2 separate regions of the Mus musculus genome follow, and region 1 is linked to region 2. The links are chromatin contacts, called in public Hi-C maps. All regions are on one chromosome and are shown on one strand. Each heading gives the region's core, a stretch centred on a gene start, on an enhancer-like site or on the middle of the called end of the contact. The rest is flanking DNA. Distances are from core to core; before and after follow the strand shown.

Evidence for each region. A called contact is a pair of places that touch in the nucleus more often than the background predicts.
Region 1: a contact with region 2 is called in a Hi-C map of stem cell-derived neural progenitor cells, with 16 times the contacts expected there. The contact joins the promoter of Myzap here to the enhancer-like site in region 2. A contact is called at or near these places in 2 of 39 promoter capture datasets (both in embryonic stem cells), 9 of 484 Hi-C or Micro-C datasets (embryonic fibroblasts, embryonic stem cells, extraembryonic ectoderm and 4 more), 4 of 115 datasets of contacts at active chromatin or transcription factors (all in embryonic stem cells) and 2 of 9 other capture datasets (adipose tissue and liver).

What each region holds. Positions count from the first base shown.
Region 1 is chr9:71,588,805-71,594,658 of GRCm38.p6, forward strand. Myzap (myocardial zonula adherens protein) reads right to left here and starts at 3,556. Exons shown (of 13, transcript NM_001033208.4): 1 at 3,386-3,556. The coding sequence starts at 3,460.
Region 2 is chr9:69,429,968-69,435,684 of GRCm38.p6, forward strand. Ice2 (interactor of little elongation complex ELL subunit 2) reads left to right here. Exons shown (of 16, transcript NM_145618.3): 16 at 2,074-3,107. The coding sequence ends at 2,202. Among named protein-coding and RNA genes, the nearest start is that of Anxa2, 21 kb to the right of the region's middle. Within about 2 kb of position 2,369, at least 96 of the 459 cell types and tissues checked have an H3K27ac peak or open chromatin away from gene starts, as enhancers often do. A contact at or near this core is called in embryonic fibroblasts, stem cell-derived motor neurons and stem cell-derived neural progenitor cells, where this site is marked.

The DNA of each region.
Region 1 (5,854 bases), core at 2,306-4,805, 2.2 Mb after region 2:
AGCCCTGATGATGCCACAATTCTAAAACTCTACTACCTAGCCTGTCAAGAACCGGCTCAGGGGGATCCTAAGCAAGAGCCAGGCAGTTTTCGGGATGCAATGAAAATCTGTCCCCCTCCCTCAGTGGATGCTCCAACCAGCTTCCTTCCTTCAGGGGCTGAATTACCCCCAAATCCCCATGTCCCTTCCTCAGATCCTACAGGATGGAAGAGCTATTTGCACACTGTCCTTGAATCCCACAGGGTACAGGAAACAGAGCTATACGGACTGTTTCCTCCACTGAGAAGAGGAAGCTGGAACACCTGTCAGTCTCTTTCACATGCCAGTCAAGGGGAATTCCTTAGTTTGAACCAACAAGGCAGGAACAAGACCCTGGTGAGTACAGCACCAGCCATGGAGTGAGGATGGGCAGGCCTGTGCTGGGTTTTAAGAGAGAAAGCCTCTGCCAAGGAAGGGCTGGCTAGGAAGCAAGCTTATCCCATGGCCTTGTTTGGATTTGTTTTAGTTTTTTTTTTTTCTTTAATGCCACCGATGGGTCACAATGCCAGCTACAAGCAGCCAACAGTCTCTTATCAAGAGGACATGGTGCTGGAGAGAATCTGTGACAGGCTTCACATCCCCTTCTGCTCTTGCCCAGGGTCTGAGCTCAAAGTACCTGACTACAGGACAGGACAGCATGTGCCTTCCACTCCAAGTTCACAGCCTAGCCACACAACTGACTCCACTTCAAAGGCCTATGCTGGGAGATTCACCTTCAATTACAAATCTCCTTTCAAAATCACCAAGCCATTCATGTTACTTTTTTTTTTTAATTCCACCCCCACATCCCCCAAGGTCACCATTCTGGCTGTACCTATTCTCCAAACACTTTATCTTCCCACGGTTGCCATAGATAAAACTATTTTTAGTGCACAACTGGTTTGAAGGCAGATCCTGATTCTTTTTTTTTTTAATTTATTTTTTTTTATTCCCACTGGTTGCTGTGTATGAATGACTCTCAGAGTTTTGTTTATGGGTTAACAGAAACCACCCCCCCACCCTGAACCCTAACAGGCTGCCTCCTCCCCGTTGAGACAGTTTCAGACGAAAGGGAAGTAAGCCCATTTGCAGGTGGCTGTCTCTGAACAAAGGGTGACCTGTGACAGCCTGGTTGGACACTGCCCTTGCAGCTGACTCAGGGCAACTCCTGCCCTGCTTTGATAAGCCCTGCGGATAAAACTGATCTATTTTAATAACTAGCAGACCTTTTGACTTTGAGACATGGTGCTGTCCTTTACGAAGTTCACACTCAAGAGCCACGCCGTTGAGTCACAAAACAAACTAAAGCATCTCATAGTGTTTTAAGAACATGTACGATTCTGTGCTGGACTAGGTCCATAGCTACCCTTGGCTGGAGGAAACCACAGGTTGAGCACACCCAAAGTATTCCAGTTTGAGATCATCTCCTTGCCAGCATCACAGAGGGAGTGAGAGAAGGCCGGATTTCTTGAAAATTTTTCAATTTCAGAAACAGTTTTCATGGCTATGTATTTACTGTATATATTTTCTTGTGCTTCAAAAGTTTTTTTTAATTATCTTAAAAACTCTTAGTGTTTTGTCCCAAAGCAAGTCTGACACACATCGTCATACAGCCTATGTCAAGTATCCACTGAGATAAATGATAGTTCTCTTTTTACCTTGTCGATTGCCTTTGTAACTCCTGACCCTGCTGGGAGACTAAGTAGCAGTTCACCTGCAGGGAGAGGCTTGCCCTACACACCTCAGAAAGAACCTTTCTTTTAGGGTCACTGAACCCTGGAAATACTCTGCTCGCTCTACAAACTCATTTGTGATAATATCTGCCTCCAAGAGCAGAATGGAACTGAGTGCCCAGCCCTGGGGCACACAGAAATAGATCTATAAATATTCAGTGAGTCAGTTAGTCAATCAACACACACACACACACACACACACACACACACACACACACAGGAGCCTTTAAAAAGATTTTGTCCACAGAAGTTCTAGAATGTTCCAATCAGTCCTACATAGTCTGAATTCGGAAGCCTGAGTTCTTCAGACCAAAGTTTCGATGCAGTCTTAGCCAAAAGACAAAGCATTCCAGTATGTCCAGACATCATTCAAGAGAAAAATCTCAAAGATGCTACTGAGTCTACTGGCTATACCTAATTCACTCACAGGATCCCAGCATCAACCTAAATCAGAGTCTCCCTGTGGGTAGGGGCTGCTGCACACAGCTCAGGGCTAACTTTGTAATGATTTTATTCTTTGTCAACCTAAATTTTGTTCTGATTAAACAAAGCCTTCCATGGGAAAGAGTCAAATGCCCATCTTGCAATAGGGTAAGCCCATGGTTGGAAACTCACTAACCAAATGGGAAGCCACTTTATTAAGTTAATGACCAAGCAACCAGAGTTCTATGAGCCTTAGGTGTCTAACATATACACACAAACATAAATACACACACACACACACCACCACCACCACCACCACCACTTGGCCCTCACCCAAAAGCAACACATGCCTTTCGTCTATAAATGGAGAAAAGATAAACACTAAAGGTCAAATCAAACTAACCGGACTTGGGAAGGGGCTTTTGGAGTGGGATTTAACCTGTTAGAATGAACGGTGGAGATACGTGATTAGTGAAGAGGTAGGTATTTAATAACGTGATACCAGAAGACTCAGAAAGCTACAAGCCAAGCTCCTAGCAGACTTCTCTGAGGCCCTGATCTTCGAAGGGGCATAGAATGTCAACCTGACAAGCCTGGCCATTCTTTCAGGAGCATCTGGGAGGTAAGAACTGATTCAGCAAAGACTGTGGCTAAACACATTTCTTTAGGGAAATCTCCCTGGAGGTGATGGTCAGGGCTTAAAAAAAGAAGTTCCTGCGTAAACTAGAGTCCTGCACAGCTAGACTCCGAGGTGGTCAGCTGCTCAGCTCTGGTCTGCAAACAGGCAACCACCTTGGCAAAGCTGGCTCCTGGATCAGAGGCTGTCTGTCACTGGTGGATGGACATATGGATGATGCTCCCAACCAAGAGATGCAGAAAAGTTCACGTTTCAAGTATATTCAGGGCAGAGACCTCAGAAACCTCTCCCCTGCCTTTTTTAAACTGATGCCACATTTAAGCTTGGCTTGACAGTGGAGACGCGAAGGAGAAGTAAGTTCTAGGTATCCCAGAAAGTCCCCTAAGCCCTCTCTTCCCGCCTCGGGAGCATCCAGAGGGAGGGTCACTGTGGAGTCCCGGACTGGCCAGGAAACTTGAGCCAAGACTGAGGTATCGACAGCCAGAAGCATCCTTCTCCCCACATCCCTACAGATGGGGCGACAGGGATGGGTGCGAGAGATCCCCAGCAGCTCCTTCTCCAGCTAGCTACTTACCCTTCTACTGGGCGTTCCAGGCGACTTGGCGCCGCCACCTGAGAACAGGGTGACAGTGGACGTGGAGCGCAGCATCTCGCAGCGGCTGTGGAGCAAGGGCTGGGTGCCCGCGCTGCTCCGGGGCAGGATAAGCGTGCGGGGCGCACCCTACGCGGGGGAGGCTCAGACACTAGAAGCTACGGCTTCCGCAGGGCTGGAGCCCAGGAGGCGGGGCCTGGGAGGGGCCTGAGAGGGGCGGGGCTAGGATTCTGCCAGACTAGTCAAGCAGCATTCTCTCCCCAAAGTTGAGCGTCTCCTCTCTGTATCTCCCTGTCCAGTCTTCCTGCACACACTGTGGGTCTGGTCTCTGTATCCCCTGTCCTTTTGGCCTCACGACCCCAGAGCTTTCCATCAAACCCCAAGGACTACTGGGACCCTTGGTCTTTGTCACTTTTTTTCACGGTAACTACTGAGTGCCTATTATTTGTGCCTCCTAGTGAACGACCGACTCCTGTCCTCACAGATTTGCACCCTAATGGTGACCCTGAGAGAAGACAGTTGTCATTTCTGTGGTAGAAAACAGGTATGTGTGCTGGGAGTGTGCAACTGTCCAAAGGTCCTCAGGAGCCAGAAAGAGGCTCCCAGAGGAAGTGACTAAGCTGAAGACCAGAATTGCAAGGCTGTCCACATTCATTCAGTGATTGCTGTGTGTCCACCTGGCAGGACTGACCACCCTTTGCGTCAATCAATCTTCACAACCACGCTTTGGGGGTAGGTGTCATTATCCTGCACCCCATTTTGCAGGTGAGGACACTGATTCATCAAGGGTTGAGTAAGGCAGGAGGAGCCCCACCAGGTGTTAAGTGGCCAAGCTAAGAGGTGACCTACCCTGTCAGCCCCTAGGGCCTTTCTGGAACACTCTGCTGCCCCCTAGCAGAGATAAGCAAGGCAAGGGCAGATCTGGGACCCTTCCTTCTTAGGCATCCTGTCACAGTGCCAGGAGCTGATGGTGGAGAGAAGCTAAGGAGAGCTGGGGCCTAGTCACTAAGAACCTGGTGTGTGAGTGCTTAGGCCTTTAACATCAGGACAAAGTGCTTCGGGGGAAAGAGAGGGAGGACACAGTATCTCCATTCACCCTTCAAAGCCGAGGCAAAACCCAGCCTTCTCACCAACCTCCTAACCTGAACCCCGACGGCACCCCTGAACCTAGAAGCTTTGTTTCCCTAACTTCTGTGCACTCTCCTCTCTCTCTCTCTCTCTCTCTCTCTCTCTGTGTGTGTGTGTGTGTGTGTGTGTGTGTGTATGTGTGTGTACCCATGCACACGAGTGATCCCAAGGTTGCACCACCAGGAAAGACGTCAAAGAATGTTACCAATCAGAATTCCTCGTGATCCCACAAAACTTGCCCCTTTGGTGACAACAGTCATGTTTTCTGCAAGTCTGCATGAAAGCCGCAGGGCCTCTTCTCTGCCAGCTCTTCCTGATGCTTTCTACCAACCTCATCACCACTGTGTGTGTGTGTTTTAAGATTTACTTTTTATTTTTAATTTTGAGTTTGCCCAGGTGAGTACAGGTATCCTCAGAGGCCAAAGGCGTCCAATCCCTTGAAGCTGAAGTTAGCTCAGTTGTTAACCACCCACCTTGGGTGCTGGGAGCTGAACTCTAGTTCTCAGCAAGAGTAGTAAGGTTTCTTAATGTTGAGCCATCTTCCAGCCCTCTGCCTCTGTCCTCTTAGATCTGTATGCACTTCCTCCTCAGGCTACACAACCCCACCAGGTAGATTCTGTTAACATCTTTGATTTGCAAAGGACAAAACTAACGCCAGAGTTAATGGGTCAATAGCCATACATATCGATTCCACTCTATTCCCATCTATAGCTTCTTCAAAACAAGGAATCCATGAGAGATTTCCCTCTGTCCTCCTCCACACAGCCTCTGCTTCTAGTCCTGACATCTGTAAGCCTAAACTCTAAGTCTACCCTCCAATAAGTACTGATCAAAGGGCGGTGGTCGGGGCTGGAGGGCTAGCTCAGTGGTTAAGAGTACTTGTAGGACTTGGTCCCCAGCACCCACCTGGTGGCTAACAATAGTCGGTTGGCAACTTCAGTTTCAGGTGATCTGACACACTCTTTTGGCCTCCGTGGGCACCAGGTCTGCTGTGGTACACATACCTACATGCAGATAATACATCCATACACATAAAAAAATAAAAAATAAACCAATCTTCTAAAGGTAGATGTTAGAAGCCACTAGGAGTTAGAGATAGATGTCTGCATGGTTACCTCAGTGGAAAGAAACTAATGGTTAATGATGGTTTGCTATTTTGCCCCAAGGAGATAGGCAATGGGCTGTTTTTGCAGACACAGTCAAAACACCCTGGCATCAGTAATGTTTATTTATAGCACGGCAATCACCCAAGAGACCATCAAAGATTGATAGGCTCAGCACAGGGAGAAAGGGGATTTGCATATCTGATAGGCTCCGAGTGGA
Region 2 (5,717 bases), core at 1,119-3,618:
CAAGGTGTTTTTAAAAGAAGTGAGTGTATAGACTAACTACAAATATTGAATGCTTATTATACCTTAGCATTTCTTGGAAGATTTAACTTTTTCAGTAGAGTAGTCAAATATGCTGCAGTGCAACAAGAAAATTTTGTTAGACAAGGAGAAATTCTGTGTGAACACATAAATACACATTCTAACTATTCAACCATGTGTATTACTGAACAGTGTCCAGTACAGGGGACAGACTGTTGCATAGCCCAGCACTGGCGACATAGACAGTTAGATAACTAATATTCCCTTGGTGTGTTTTAAAAGCCAGCAGAACCCCTTCCACCACAGCTAGCCTATAGTAAATGTGTGTGTGTGTCTCCTGGACACCCTGTTCTTCTTTTCTTTCTGTTATGCCCAGGCAGTAAACATCCTGAAGCCCTTTAAGAAATAGCTTTTCCTACAAATTCTAAGGACTTTTTCATTGTTCATTTTGTTGTTGTTGGGTGTTGGTGTTCACATTGCATAGGACTGTGTACACTGTGCAGTTCTCCACCCTGATGTCACCTCCCTGCCTTCCTAGCCAGGCCATAGAAACAGGACTTTAATAATTCCAACCGAGCTCAGCACCTGTAGGATTCTAGTCTTAGCATATATGTAGAAAGATCAGAGCTTTCTTAAAACTGGGAAGTCAGAGCCTGTGTGAAGCATTTGTCTGCTACACCTTCTGGTGTAGCCTTGCCTTAGTGTGACCATCCATCCCAACTGCTCTCAAATGACGTGTTTGTCCTTGGACAGGGCTGCAGCCCTGAACTGACACATTTTCCAGTATCTGCATCTGCCTTCTACGACACCAAGAAGAGTTGGACTGCAGAGTCCCATCTGCTCCCCTTTCACCACTATAGGTTCTATAGTAGCCATTTACTGAACACAGTTTTCAGAATGTTTGCCTTCCTCAAAAACTCAATTAATGAATACCTTCAGGGAAAACGCCTGCTGAGTGGGCAAGTGACAGGCATCTTGAGAGTCAGCACTCACTGGTCGCTCATTGCTAGACCTGAGCATCAGAGACCAACAGACACACTGTCTGACTGAAGCGCTCAAGTTTGCCCCATTTCTAGTCATGTAATTTAAAAACAAACCAAAAAAAGCTTAGGAAAGAGAAAGTAGAGATACTAGATTTTGGTACATTCTTAGTGAACCTCCATGCTGGCATTTTGTTCATTAGGCTAGACTGTGAGAGAGTGGTTTGAATGTATCATAACCCTACCTTCCCATCTGTGGGATTGACTGCACGGGATGTACAGAAACACTTCTGGTGCAAGGTGGCAAGGGGAATCTGAGGCAGATGTAGGCAGCTTTGTGGAAATGGTTGTAGGCTATATACAATTTTGGTTCTGTGTGAGGCCTCTAATTGGTCAGGAAGGTTATAGCATTTCCAAGTCTTCTCTTGAGGCAGGACTCTGGTTCTGGGCTGGGTACAAGTTGGAGCAGGCATGAAGAGGAGATGGGTCTCTCTCACCTGCTCTATCCCCTCTTCCTTTCTAGGCCTTTTCCTCCCCGTTCAGTTGGCATCCTCTTCTCCTTCCACCTCCAGTTTTCTTCTCCTCCGGTTTCTCCCCTTCTTTCCTTTCATGTTTTTTACTCCTTTTTTAGACTGCCTCTTCTCCCAACTTCTTTCCTTATCTCCTTGCCTTGCTCCATCTTATGTCTGGCCTCTTGTTTGTCTTTCCATTCCTTTGTATTTCCTCTCCCTGTCCTCACTTTCTCCTTCCTCTCTTGCCTTTCTACAAAATTGCACAGTGCTTCAAAGGTCTGGCCTTTCCTCGTTTTCTAATTTCACATTTCAGCATCTTGCAAATGTAACAGAAGTTTACAGCTGAGCCCTGCTCTAGCTTTTTTCCTCGTTGTTGCTAGAAATTTAATGTTTTTAAAACTGGGTCAGATTAAAACTTCTTAAGTTAGCCATGTGGCTGGGACTTAAAAATTTACAGAAGGTCATTCCCAAGTTGAGAGTCCCTGTGTAAATGATGCAGAGTGGCTTGTGTGCAGGCAAGTTGTGAATGTATTAAGTTATTCTGCTCTTGCTTCATCTCTAAGGTTGGTGGGACAAGAATGCCTACCCGTAACCACAGGAATCCTGTCTCCATGGAAACCAAAAGCAGTTGCCTGCCTGTTCAGCAAGTTGAAAATGAAGGAGTGGCTCGGAATAAAAGGAAAATAATGTAAGGGCTGGACCATAGAAAATGAAGTTTCAGAAAACCCAGTTATAACAGTGTTTAATGTTGAACTTTAAGGGGAAACATACCCAGAAGATCAGCTAGTGAGAAGAGTGTCTCCCCTCGCTATCCTGGAGTTCTTACAAAGTGCCTTGGAAACCTACTGACTGCAGGAATGGCGGTGACAGCAGGAGTTAGTCACTCCTCAGCCCTGGTGCACGGAGAATGTAGAATGCTCCATTAGCATGGCAGCAAACTGAATAAGAAAAATATTTTTATAGCATTCTTTTCTAAAGATCATAGGTAGGAAAACCACTTGCTGATTTAGGAACTGTCATGTATTACGTTATCAATTTGATTATATTGCCACTCAAATGAGACTGGCCCAATAGTTAAATATTGCCAATGTTAGAAACAGCTCTGTGCATTGTTTCTGACCCATTTTTGTCAGTATTAAAACTGCTGTTGATGTTTGAAAACTTGTTGAAATTCCTTTGTGGACGCCGAAAGTGAAAACAAGAAAAATCTTCATCTCTGAAAAGTGGCAAATTAATATTTTCTTACTAGGCAACCACCCTTGTGTTTTATAAAAACAAAAAGCATTCTGTGGTGTGACAGCTTTGGTGACAATATCTCTACTACTTTGCACAAATTCCATGTAAATGTGGTAAGATACTACCCAAAGCAGAAATAACCATGAGGATGCAGGAAAAACAAAAAAAACAAAAAAAAACACTTGATGATCCTATCAGACATGGTGAAGGTGCCATTAAGCCTAGGATTGTTTCTTTCTTCTCATGTATTGTGGTTAATTCAGAAAGCAGCATCAGCAGTGGGTTTGGCCAGTTTGCATTTGAGGGGACAGAATATGTTTACTTTTTGTTACCTGTTTTTTAATAAACACTAAAAGCTTCAGAAATGTGTTTGTCATTTCAGAAATACAAGCTTTGTCATCAATGGCAATTTTCTTGTTGTTCTTTAGAAGGTGTGTGCGCGCGCATGTGTGCATATGCGTGTGTGTTCCATGTTAATATAAAAAATTATACCCAAAAATTGGAGTCTAAAGAAGTGGCTTATTGCAGAGGACCCAGGTTTGATTCCCAATCACTTGGGTGCCGACAGCCATCTGTACCTGTAGTTCCAGGGGACCAGATGACCTATTTTCTGGCCTCTGTGAGCACTGCATCTATGTGGTGCACTTACATACATACAAACAAAACATTCATACACATAAAATTTACTTAAAAAGAGGAAGACCCAGGCCTGGAGAGGTGGCTCAACGGTTAAGAGCACTGATTGCTCTTCTGAAGTTCCTGAGTTCAATTCCCAGCAACCACATGGTGGCTCACAACCATCGGTAACAAGCTCTGACACCCTCTTCTGGAGTGTCTGGAGACAGCTACAGTGTACTTACATATAATAAATAAATAAATCTTTTTTTAAAAAAATGAAGACCCCAAAATCCTTTAAAATAGTTTGTTGAAATTCTTACTTTCCACTATCAAGTTTTCTTTTGCATTGATTTTCTGAGAGGTTGGTTACCTAAATTATTAGTACATACAGATTTTTGTTTTGATTTTTGAGACAGGGTCTGTACATAGTCCTGTCCTGTAACTCAAAGAAATCCACCTGCCTCTGCCTCCTGAGTGCTGGGATTAAAACATCCAATTACGGGGCTGGTAAGATGGCTCAGCGGTTAAGAGCGCCGACTGCTCTTCCAAAGGTCCTGAGTTCAAATCCCAGCAACCACATGGTGGCTTCACAACCATCCCTAACGAAATCTGATGCCCTCTTCTGGAGTGTCTAAAGACAGCTACAGTGTACTTTTACATGTAATAAATAAATAAATATTTTTAAAAAAAACATCCAATTACTGTATAATTTTTTTCCATGAGTACACTGTAGCTGTCTTCAGACACACCAGAAGAGGGCATCGGATCCCATTACAGATGATTGTGAGTTGCCATGAGGTTGCTGGGAATTGAACTCGAGGCCTCTGGAAGAGCAGTCAGTGCTCTTAACTGCTTTGCCATTTCTTCAGCCCCCTACTGTAAAAAGTTTAATGTAGCATTTCCTCAACCTACCACTCTCCTTTTAAAGCCCTTCACCTTCCCCCTAAACTTTGTCACATATATACAAATCCAGAAATATTTTAGTTGTGACTCATTTGTCATTCAGTTTAGGGGTGTGACAGTAGAAGATCCCTTCAAAATTAGCTCTTTTCCAAAGATGGACAGCATTTGCTGCAGTCTGCATATCAGAGGCTTCCACTTTCTACATGTGACCAAACCTCTGGACAACTCTGATCAAGTAGAGCTGCTTTTCCACTTAAGCTTAGCAAAGGCTCTTTTTAAACACATATTTAGTGTCCATTGTTGTTCTACATTGCTACAAATATGAAGGGATTTGTAAGCAAGGAAGTAATGTTGATAATACTATAGCAACATTTTTTACTGTTTTGGGTTTTGTTTTGTTTTGTTTTGTTTACTCCAAGCTGGGAATTAGGTAGAGTACTCACCTACCATGCCTGTGACAAAAAGTTCTGTCTAGATACATAGGGAAAAAAATGAGATACTACAACATTGTAAGCCTAAACCTGGCTCATTTGTTCTTTTATGTGAGTGTATAATTAATATAAAAGTCTTAGAAAACAAGTAAAAGAATTTGACTACAGCTTTGTATCATGAAGCATCCACTAAGTCACCATTATTGTCCTGTTACATTCAGACCTCACAGTATTGTTCACTTCGCAGTAGACAATAAACTCTTGAGGGAAGGAAGCATATTTGCTCATCATTAGATAATAGTATAGTATAGTATAGTATAGTATAGTTACCATGCTCAGTAGGTATGTGTTTCATTACAGAATGAATAAATAAGTAGATATCAAGGATATATGGTTACACGAGCCTGTCCCAAATCAGATTTTTCTTTTCCTTGTAGGTATACATTCTAGTAGAATTTCTGTGGTGAGTGCTCTGATCAAGTACATGTTAAAAGTCACCTTGGGTGGGGTTATATAGCTCAGCAGTAGAGAGCTAGCACGAGAGCCTGAGTTCCATCCTTACAACTACAAAAAAGAAGAAAAAGCCATCCATGCAACCAAGTCCTGATAACTAAGGAGGGTGTTTCTGACGTAAAGCTTCAGCTGATTGGTTTCTGTCTGGTTGCTGTTGTCTCTAGTGAGTAGGAGTTAGAGAAGTAAAGCTGCAGACTATCAAAGGTCACGGTTGGCTGAAACACAGGCTGTGCGCATGGAGACGACCGAGGAAACGGTGGCTCAGACACTGGGATCCCAGCCCACACAACTCGGAAACCAGTAGTGAATTTAACCAAATAAATAGTACCAGCAGGGCTCTTGTCAGCATTAGACTGCAGAGTGCACTGGCGAAAGGTTGGATATTACGAGGTAGGATTTGAAAATGGGAAAGGCCCAGAATTAATAAGTCAGCACTGTCAATCAGCTATAGCTTACCCAGAAGCATCTGTAGTGCTGGGAGAATGATAGTGTTACTCACTGGAAAG